Linked DNA regions of Zea mays: region 1 is linked to region 2. A link is a contact called in public Hi-C data. All regions are on one chromosome and are shown on one strand. The core of a region is the stretch at or near the end of the contact, and the rest is flanking DNA. Distances in the headings are between cores, read along the strand shown.

What was found. Hi-C and Micro-C count contacts between places; a contact is called where the count stands out from the background.
Region 1: a contact with region 2 is called in a Hi-C map of ear, with 1.9 times the contacts expected there. The contact joins the promoter of LOC100280461 here to the promoter of LOC100285104 in region 2. A contact is called at or near these places in 2 of 25 Hi-C or Micro-C datasets (ear and tassel).

Annotation. Positions count from the first base shown.
Region 1 is chr3:6,607,445-6,612,680 of Zm-B73-REFERENCE-NAM-5.0, forward strand. It overlaps LOC100280461 (nucleic acid binding protein), which reads left to right and starts at 2,965. Exons shown (of 1, transcript NM_001153381.1): 1 at 2,965-4,670. The coding sequence starts at 3,070. The coding sequence ends at 4,182.
Region 2 is chr3:5,933,977-5,939,369 of Zm-B73-REFERENCE-NAM-5.0, forward strand. LOC100285104 (calmodulin binding protein) reads left to right here and starts at 2,152. Exons shown (of 5, transcript NM_001157999.1): 1 at 2,152-2,513; 2 at 3,091-3,387; 3 at 3,510-3,737; 4 at 3,848-3,985; 5 at 4,069-4,997. The coding sequence starts at 2,442. The coding sequence ends at 4,659.

The DNA.
Region 1 (5,236 bases), core at 1,715-4,214, 670 kb after region 2:
CCTAGTTTCTACGTAGCTTGCATGACACAAACAAATATTAGTACTATTTCCTTTCTAATATATATTTGATCAATAAAAAAATTAAGAACCGTTTGATTCTTTAAAAATGGAACTACCATGTCACTCTTTCACGTATCGACCTTACAGTACCATTTTCTGAACATACGGCTATTGTTTTCTTAAACACTCTGATCAAATAAATCCTTGTATCTCACCTTTTTGTTGATTTGCCTCACATATGTTATTATTGCTGCATACATATATTACTTGTGCTTTTCACATATGCTACACGGGGTGTGGTGATTTTATCATTTTAGAAAGTGTGTGAAATTAGGAAAGCCACGCGCTAAGTTATTATTCCTTTTAAAAGAGAAGTAAGGTTTGGAGTACCATTGTATCGTGCTACTATTCATCCAATCGTTATTCATTTCATTTCTGCATTCAGTCTTGTGGCCATATTTACACCGAAGAATGCTCTCCTAACTATTGTTGTTGCCGCCGGCAAAATCAATGCGAGTTCGATAAGATGATACAACAAAGGAAAATATGTATGTCTGTCAGTTTAAAGTTTATTAAAACATCTTCTCAGCGAGGTTACTAAGATCATTGTACGCGTCAAAACGTTTATCGTTTCTGGATTTAACAATGAATATTTCAAGGTCACGCCTTAACTTTATGCAATCACAGTCACTGAAATGTTCTCTATAAATCTTAGCAAGTTCCCTGTGAGTCCGTCCCTAGATATAGGACTGCATGCTCATGTTGATCTTTTTCTAAAAAACTAGGCAACCGGTGCGTATATTCAATCAGAACAGTACCTAGGTCCAAAGTTCTCTCTTTGACGTGGCGCCCAAAATACGTCTTGACAAAAAAAACACGTATGTCTTCCATCTCTGCTTGACTTGTGCCTGTCACGAGAAAATTTACTGCACAGACACTAATCCAACGTAATGTTGTAATAGGGAGTAGCGCGAGGGACTGTAACTCCGACGTAGAACAACTCAAACCACTTACACAAACATGCGTGACTTGTAATGGCGTTTAAAAACGGCAGTGCTTCATGTCTGTCGTGGAGCGCACCTGCTTGTTTTAACCTTTTTATCACAGTCCACCACGAGATATACAAACTACGGTAATACGAGTAGGGCTGGAAACGAGCCGAGCCGAGCTCGGCTCGGCTCGCCTATTTCACGAGCTAGGAAGAGAGAGGCTCGGCTCGGCTCGGCTCGCGAGCCACACCCTGATATATATAATTGCATTATCTAGTGAATTATTAGTATATAAATATAAATATATAGATATCATTTATCATTATAAGTAATCTAAATTATTAATTGTCATATATTTATCATGAAACGTTAAGAAATAAACTGACTATCTATAAAATTATCCAATATCCATTATTATTGTACATATTAAGTAATTTGGCAAAGCTCGCGAGCCGACTTGGCTCGGCTCGCTAGAGCAACGAGCTCAAAACACTGGCTCGGCTTGGCTCGCTCGAGGCTCGCGAGCCGCTCCGCTCCGAGCCGAGCCGCTCCGAGCTCGAGCCGGCTCACGAGCCTCGAGCTTATTTTCCAGCCCTAAATACGAGTGCAGATAAATAAGGCCCTGTTTGAAAGCGCCCAATTTTTTAAAAAAACTGGTTTATAAAATTGAGCTGGTTCTAAAAATGCTAGTTTATAACTCAATTTATAGGAATTAGATTCTTAGCTTCCTTAAAATCAAGAAGCTGGTATCTACTAACTAAAAGGTACCAACTGCTTTATTAAAAACTGAGTTACTTTCAAACAGGATCTAAGAGAGGAAACATATAAATTAACGGCAGTTTGTTTTTGGTATGCTGCACCTCATACGTCTCATTCGTATTTTATTCTGGTATCCCGTGGTATAATAGGTCCTTTGATAAGGCTCCTATACCAGCTTCTTCATGGGCTTTATTAGGGTCGGAGCCGCATGAAACACGGCACGAGCGGAAAAACATTTTGTACATAAAAACAGATCATAATTTACAATTTAACACTAATTTATTTTTTTCTATTTATATGGATTAACAGATGATTGGTTGTGAGGGGCTCAAGAGATTTTATTTGCATGACGGATGCAAAGATTATTTTTTCCCCACGAGCAAGCAGCACTTGTGGCGTCCACCCGGAAGAGCGCCACTGCGCGAGCAAACACAAAAATACAAATGAACGATCGCCTCTAATCTGGAAGAGATAGACTTATCCAAAAGAAACTGCCGTAGCGTTAATTATAATAGAAAGAAAGCGGTGGATATACTAGAATTACCTACCTACCCGCGTCCAAAAGCAGTATACCGCCAAAGAAAAGCAGCGGCAGGACAGGACTGCCTAGATTCGTGAAGGCTACCAAACCCAACTCACAGTTCCAAGTTCCAACCCGCAAACCAAACATCGCCGTGCATATTGCATACTGCCCTCCCCCCGCCATCTGCATGTGTCCAAAACAGAGGCGCCACCGCCAGCCCGCAGCCGCAGCTCCCAGCCTTCCACCCCACCCCAGGTTTCCAGAACCTACAGGAAGCATGGCGGGCCGAACCCGACCCGACCCAACCCAACCCGGGACGCAGATGGGGCCAGTGTCTTGCCGGGGCACCAAAGTATCGTACCATGCCGTCCCCCCGCACCTCCCGCCCGACGTGTCCCGAAGCGGGCGCCCCACCCCCACGCTCTCCACATCGCGCTCCGCATGCCTGACACCTTCCCTCCACGCGTCCGCCACTCACGCGATCCTTGGCGCTTCCGCGTTCCCCTCATCTCACTGACCGCGGGCCACCCCAAAATCGTGGGTGCCCGGACTTGACGCGGCGTTACCTTATCGGGGACCCCGTCGTTTGCCTCACCCCTAGTTAGCTAACCGCGGTCGGCTCGCGGCCCGAGGGTACGACCATGGTTAGCAGGCAGCTTTATAAGCGAGCAGCCCTTCGGCCTGGTGTCCCTCGTCCCCAGCCCGCGCACTGCCCCCGGTCTCTCTCTCTCAACACACCGATAAGCCCAGTCCACCGGATCTCCCGTAGTCCAGAGACTGAGTTGAAGGAAGGAAGCCATGATGATGATGGGCGAAGGCGTGAGCATGCCGCCGTGGTCCCACCACGTCCCTGTGAGCGGCGTCGACGAAGGCGACGAGATGACGCCGTACCTGCTCGCGGCGCTGCGCCAGTACCTGCCGTGCAACGACGCCGGCGCCGAGGCCGAGGAGGATGAGGCGGCGGCGGCGGCCGCCGCCATGGCGGCGGGCGTGGACGGCTACGGCTGCGACGAGTTCCGCATGTACGAGTTCAAGGTCCGGCGGTGCGCGCGCGCGCGCAGCCACGACTGGACCGAGTGCCCCTTCGCGCACCCGGGGGAGAAGGCGCGGCGCCGCGACCCGCGCAAGTACCACTACTCCGGCGCCGCCTGCCCGGACTTCCGCAAGGGCGGGTGCAAGCGCGGCGACGGCTGCGACATGGCGCACGGCGTCTTCGAGTGCTGGCTCCACCCGGCGCGCTACCGCACCCAGCCCTGCAAGGACGGCACGGCCTGCCGCCGCCGGGTCTGCTTCTTCGCGCACACCGCGGACCAGCTGCGCGTGCTCCCGCCCACGCCTCAGCAGCAGTCCAGCCCCAGGGGCGCCGCCTGCTCTTCCCCGCTCGCCGAGTCCTACGACGGCTCCCCGCTCCGGCGCCAGGCGTTCGAGAGCTACCTCACCAAGAGCATCATGTGCTCGTCGCCGACCAGCACCCTCCTGTCGCCGCCCAAGTCGCCCCCGTCGGAGTCCCCGCCATTGTCGCCCGACTTCCGCCGTGGGTGCTGGCCGGGCGCCGGGTCCCCCGTCAACGACGTGCTCGCCTCGCTCCGCCAGCTCCGCCTCAGCAGGGCCAACTCGTCCCCGTCGGGCGGCTGGTGCGGCTACCCTGCATCCGCGGTCGCGTACGGATCGCCTACGGGGGGCGCGCTCTACGGCCTGTCCTCCACCCCGAGGGCCACCGCCGCATCCTGCTACATGGCCAACCTGGACCCTCTCGACGTCAGCTTCGGCGGCGACGACGAGCCCGTGGAGAGGGTGGAGTCCGGCCGCGCCCTCCGCGCGAAGGTGTTCGAGCGGCTTAGCAGGGAGGGCGCTGTTTCCGGCGACGCCGGTGGCCCCGACGTCGGTTGGGTCTCCGACCTCATCAACTGAGCGCGGCGGCGGCAGTGGCAATAACAATGGGCACGGAGAAAGGTGATGGTGAGCCGTAACGGAGAAGGATGGTACGGAGTATCCAAAAAAAAAATATTTCCCTATATTTAATTTCGTTCCTCAGTTAATTCCGATAATCCCCGTGTACATATCTATCACCCTGTGAATATTCTCAGTTGGTAAGAGGGAGGATGCTAGGTGGTGGAAGTGGAAGGAGGGGTGGATTTGTTTTGGGGTTCTTGAGGGTAGTAGAAAATATCCAAGAAAAATAGAAAAAAAAAGTGTACAGCAGATGCAGTAGCGCGGTGGCGGTGGTTGTGTCCCTCTTCTGTGCATAGGGTTAGGGTGTTGGTGGCGAAGCATGGCGGGGGCTGATGTGACGACGAAGGCGGGCCGGATTTCCACCACGGCTTGGTATTTCTGTGATTCCGGAACATGGTAGTTTGATGTTGTTTTTTTTAAGTTAGTGGACTAGTTGGCGATTGCAACCTGCTTGTGGATTACTCTCCCATTTTGTTATGTAATCTGTTAAGACATCAGCATTCCCTACAGCATATTTTGTGTACCTACGTCTTAGTAGTTGCCGAAATCTCAATCAAAATCACCCGCTATTGGAGGTGAATTTCCCATGTAATCTTCTGCTCATGTAAATGGTTTTCTTTTTAATGAATCGATGTTTATCGCCCTAATGATCGATGTGTTTTGTCGTCTTCTGCGCGACTGCGCGCCCAGTGTTGTGACTTGGAGTGGATCGTGGATCCGCTGCCAGCTGCCTCCGTTTGGATTGGGCCGGATGTCGGGGCCGGGCGAGACCGCGCGAGTGGATCTTGCGAATGGTGCGGGAAAGTGACGCAGGAGCTTGCAAGTGGCGATGGTTGGAACAGTGTCGGCGATGTGGCCTTCGGAGCTTCCGCGAGCGCGACCGGCGGGTGCCGCGGCACGGGAGTCGCCCGGTCGTTTTCGCCCGCGGCGGAGGGAGGAAGAAAGGGAGGCGTCGCACGGCCGCGGGTCTCGTCGCTGTCGGGGTCGCCGCTGCACATGCGCCGCGCTACGC
Region 2 (5,393 bases), core at 902-3,401:
CGCTCAAATGAATATTTGTCTGCTAAAACTTCTACAGATCTTAGTAGTAGTATATAGGAAGAAACCTATATGAGAGAAAACATGAAAACTAAATCGCTACATAGATGCTAGGAAGATAGATGGTTGAGGATGTCACCTATCTTATTTATATATGCTATTACATATTCACAGGATATCATAGATATTTAGAGCTAAATAAAGTATTTATATAGTTTCTAGACAATAATATGATTTATAGAAATATTAAAGGGAAAACTTAAAGAACTTAAAAGAGTACGGGAATGGATTTCACTTCACCTTGAACCATTGTGGGAAGGGCCACACTCAAATGGATATTTGTCTGCTAAAACTTCAACAGATCTTAGTAGCAGTATATAGGAAGAAACCTATATGAGAGAAAACCTAAACCGCTACGTAGATACTAGAGAGATAGATGGTTGAGGATGTCACTTTATCTTATTTATAGATGTTATTACATATTCACGGGATATCCTAGATATTTAGAGCTAAATCTCTTAAAACCAAAGGCATAATGGCCCAAGTCCCTAAATATAGATATATGTCACCTCCGCAATGGCTCCACATGCCATCTCCAATTTCCGTCGGAACCGTGCCCCATGTTTGGAGGTCAAAACCGTGAAATTTGTATATATGTGGTTTTCAGGCTTAACTATCATACCGTTGCAGGTAGCGTACTCATGTAAACATATGTCCTGTCAGTCCTCGTCCACGCCGATCCACTCTGATATGTCCTTGCGCCTATCGATATCTCTTGATGTCAGCCACCATATCTAGTCACATGGCTTCTCCGCTGGCACACATGTCAATTTTGTGTTTGTAGAACTCGATCATGTGACTGAGGATCTATTTCTAACCTCTAAAACTAATAATTAGCAGCTTAAATTCGCTAAGAGGTTTAGAACGAGTTTGCTAATAGACCAGATAATTGTTAGCTATATATATATATATCTCTCTCAAACAACTATTAGTTGTTGGCTGCTCTAATCCATCTAACAACTTATTAGCGGGCTAACAATTGAACTCTAGATTTAAAACTAGGATTTAGTGTCTGAGGAGACCGACCGTGAAGCAAAGCACGGTTCAATTTTTGAATCCCACCGTGTCCTGCAAAGCTGCCCTGCCCTCACTTTGATTTCTCTTCTTTTCCTGCAAAACGTAAGCTTTGAAAACGATTACTACTACGAATAACTGCTCCTTTTTTCTGTTGCGCGCTTTCCGGCCAATCCATCAACGTCTTCTCTCATCCACGGAGCACGGAGCGCGCGCAGCCTGCTCTGCCTCCGCCTCTGCCTCTGCTGGCTGCTGCTGACTGTCCGAGACCACAGTGCGCGAATGCATTTGCAACGCAGACGCAGCAGCAGGGCAGGGAAAGGTCCCGGTTTCAGTGTTCCACACTTTCACCTCCTCCACAGTTCCACCAGCACACAGCCAATCTGGTCCTGGTCGTCTATGGTGGACCTGGACCGCCATGAATCCCAACACACACACACACAGCCGAGGACCGAGACGTGAGCATCAGGCACCAGCACAGCACCCGCCCTCCCCCGCCGGCCCGGTTCTCGATGCGGCGGCCGGCGGAACGCGAGGTGTTTTTTTTTTTGTGTGTGGACTCTGGACTCTCCTCCGGTCCCTCTTTCTTTTTACCGGCAGTCAAAAACTACAACTTTTCCTCTCCTATGAATGTGTGTGTCTTGTCTGTCCCGGCCCGGGCGTCCATGTCCATCGGACACGACGACGCCAGCAAAACAAAGGCCACCACAGCAGCAGTAGTAGGAGTAGGATAGGAGGAGCGAAGAGAATCCAATGCGATGTGGTGGGAGCTGCGATGGCGCATAGGATCCTACTCAAGTCGCGCTGCACGCTGCAGCTGCTTCCACCGGGTTGCATGCAGTGCAGCCGCGTTCATCCACGCACGCAAGTGCTGCCTTTTCGAAACCGCAGAATTTTAGGCTGCCGTAATGTGATCTTTTCACTACGAGTAGTAGTAGTAGTTAATAAAGCGAGTGATTAGTACTAGAGCGTAACCGATGGCAGCTGTCTGTCTGTGTCAGCTCAGGCCCTGGCTTTTTGCACGCATATAGGAGGAGTAACGCAAGCAGGCACACTCTGCATGCTTGGCCCGGCTTCCCTCCATTTCGAATTTCAAAACCCCCAGCGCCTCCTGCCTGCGCAGTGCCCACCCACCCGCTCCCACTCCAAAGGCTCCAAAGCCAAAGCAGGCGCACGCGCCACGCGCACCTCTGTCTCGTCTCTCGCCCGCTCTCCACTCTTCCTCCCAAAGCCTGCCGCCGCGTGGGGGGTTGCTTGCTTGCTGCCCGCTCCTCTCCCTGCTCCTGTGTCTCTGCCGCCCACCGCTTCCGGGAACAAGTCCGGTTGCCGCCGCCGCCGCTCTGTGCGAGAGGAGGGAGGGACGGAGCGGGATGGGAGGGTCCGGGAAGTGGGTCAAGTCGCTGATAGGGCTCAAGAAGCAGCCCGAGAAGGAAGACTGCAAGGTGAGGCGGGGAAACGAAATAGGTGTTCTTCGTTTCTCGCCAGAAATAGTCCCCCCGTTTTTACCAGCCGTTTTTTTGGTTTTTGTTTTTAGTCTGAATGGTTCCTGTCTGTCTTCTGAGAATTCGTGATTCATCCATGCTTCGGAGATTTCGTTGTAGATAGATAGGTGTCTCCATACATGCCGCTTTCTCGTCGTCGCAGGCTCAGCTTGAACAAAATTTCATTAGCCGTTACTTGTTCGTGTTAGCATAGGATTTGAAACTTTTTTCTACTCCTAGAAATAGTAGAATGGCAACCCCTCCTGCATCTGATACCGTGCGTCAATGGCCACCAAAAGCATCCCTCGCGGCACTTGTCTGTACTGATACTCGCTTTCTCGCCCCCAGACAAAAATCATTGTGTACCTGTATTTTGTACCGTACCGTATCTGTTCAATGCAAAGTTTTTTTTTCCTTCTGCTCAAGTGTTCAAGCGGAAGCTGAAGTCAAAATCTGACCTTGTAACTTGTATAGTTCACCCTGAATTTTTTTTCCTGGGATTTCTCATCAGATGAGCAACGTTTCCGTGCCTGCCCAGGACAAGCTGCAGCTCCCATCAGTCCACGGCGGAGGATTGCGAGGCAAGGGCCGCAGGTGGAAGCTGTGGCGGACCTCCTCCGGCGACCAGGGCTCCATGTGGCGCGGCTCCAGAGGCGGCAGCCAGCGCTCGGCGGCGTCGGAGGCCTCGGACGACGCGTCCTCGGTGGCCGCCGTCCCCGCCGACCCGTTCACGGCCGCCGTCGCCACCGTCGCCCGCGCCCCGGCCAGGGACTTCATGGCCGTCCGCCAGGAGTGGGCCGCCATCCGCGTCCAGACCGCGTTCCGCGGGTTCTTGGTACCCACATTTCCACCCCCGCGACACATGACATGACGTTTCTTGTTTTGTTTGCGCCGGTACTGGACGGAGGATGCGAGATTCGTGACGGGTTTTCGCGTCTTTGTTCGTGGTTGCTGAAGGCTCGGCGGGCGCTCCGGGCGCTCAAGGGGCTGGTGCGGCTCCAGGCGATCGTGCGCGGGCGGCAGGTGCGGAAGCAGGCGGCCGTGACGCTGCGGTGCATGCAGGCGCTGGTGCGGGTGCAGGCGCGCATCCGGGCGCGCCGCGTGCGCATGTCCACCGAGGGCCAGGCCGTGCAGAAGCTGCTCGAGGCGCGCCGCACCCAGATGGATATCCTCAGGGAAGCCGAGGTCTCAATTGCCTTCTCCTTTTCTACAAGATGATTCTGGCCTGGTTCTCAAACGCATCGGGTAGAAGACGAACAGACCCTCATTGCTGCTGTAATCTCTCTCTTTCCCAGGAAGGATGGTGTGACAGCCAGGGAACACTTGAACAAGTGAGGGTCAAGCTGCAGAAGCGGCAGGAGGGCGCAATCAAGCGTGAGCGGGCTATCGCCTATGCATATTCGCAGCAGGCCGACGGTGCTGCCAAATGCAATGTAGGGATCGTCGACACTTTGGTTGTGATTCTGTAGAACTAGCTGTGAATGTTGGTCTGAGCTTTGTTCTGCCTGTTCTGCAGCCACCGAAGCTTACTTCCAATGGACTGGTGAACCACTCCGGCATGCTGCTCAAGCACCAGAACTTAGACAAGGGCAACGGCAACTGGAGCTGGCTGGAGAGGTGGATGGCAGCGCGGCCATGGGAGAACAGGCTGATGGAGGAGCACAACTCCAGCTCCCCGGACTTCCGGTCCTCCAAGAACTGCGAGGACTCCTTTGGTGTGCTCGGCGACTTCTCTGAACCGAACTCAGTGAAGGTGCGCAAGAACAATGTCAGCAAGCGGGTCTGCGCAAAACCTCCAGGGCCAACACACGCCCACGGACATCATCAGCGCCTCAAGGCCCAGTCGATCTCGTCTCTGAGCACTGAGCTGCACAACGACGAGAGCTCCGCGTCCTCCTCGTCTTGCTTTGCGTCTACCCCTATATCATTCACACTTGTGGCTTCGGAGAAGACAGAGGACAGCGTCAGGACGAGACCCAACTACATGAGCATGACGGAGTCGATCAAGGCTAAGCAGAAGGCATGCAGCGCCCAGAGGACGGTGGCGCTGAAGCAATGTGATGATAGGAAAGCCATGAGCGCCGAGCTGAAGGTCGCTCAGGTGTGACTGTTTCGTGGAACTCCATGCAGAGATAGATGGAGCCGACTTCGACATCCTCTCTATGCTAGGATGTTTTGCTTGGTGTCTTGCCACATTCTTGAGTGGCTCGGTGCTGCATTCCTGAGTTGTCCTCCTGTTGCTGGGTGTCTGATTGTTCAACTTCTTGTTGTCAGATTGCATCTTTGTTCACTCATTGTGGCTGCATCTTTGTTCAGCCGTTGTGGCTTTGTCAGTGGTAGAGTCTCTGTAAGATAGTTCTTTGAGTAGACAACATTGTGGATTTCTTTCCTGGGTGTTGATTTCAGGTCAAAAAAGACAGGATAATTTACAACGTCCTGCTTCCCAAGATAGCTCTTTGAGCAGAAAACATTGTCGGTACTATGCTGATGCTGTGGTCTTAACTGGAAGCTGGAGCCAGTGTGCTAAACTATTGCAATGGTTAATTTCCATCTGACCTCATAATGTGAGGTACTTATAATATATAATGCTCTCTAATGTGAGGCTGTAACTAGTAACTACACTCTATTGTTCTGCAAAACTGGGGTCGGGTCTACAGTCTACTCTTAGATGAATAAATTTTTGTTTGCCCACTGAAACAGACTATCCTACTTGTTGAACTGCTAGCTAGTGGTAAGGAAGACTACCTAGAATTTTTTTATAAAAGTTCACACCGGTCAAATGACACATGGTTATTGATCGCCAAGTTCGAAGACAGCAGCAGATTCTTGCCCTAGTTTGTG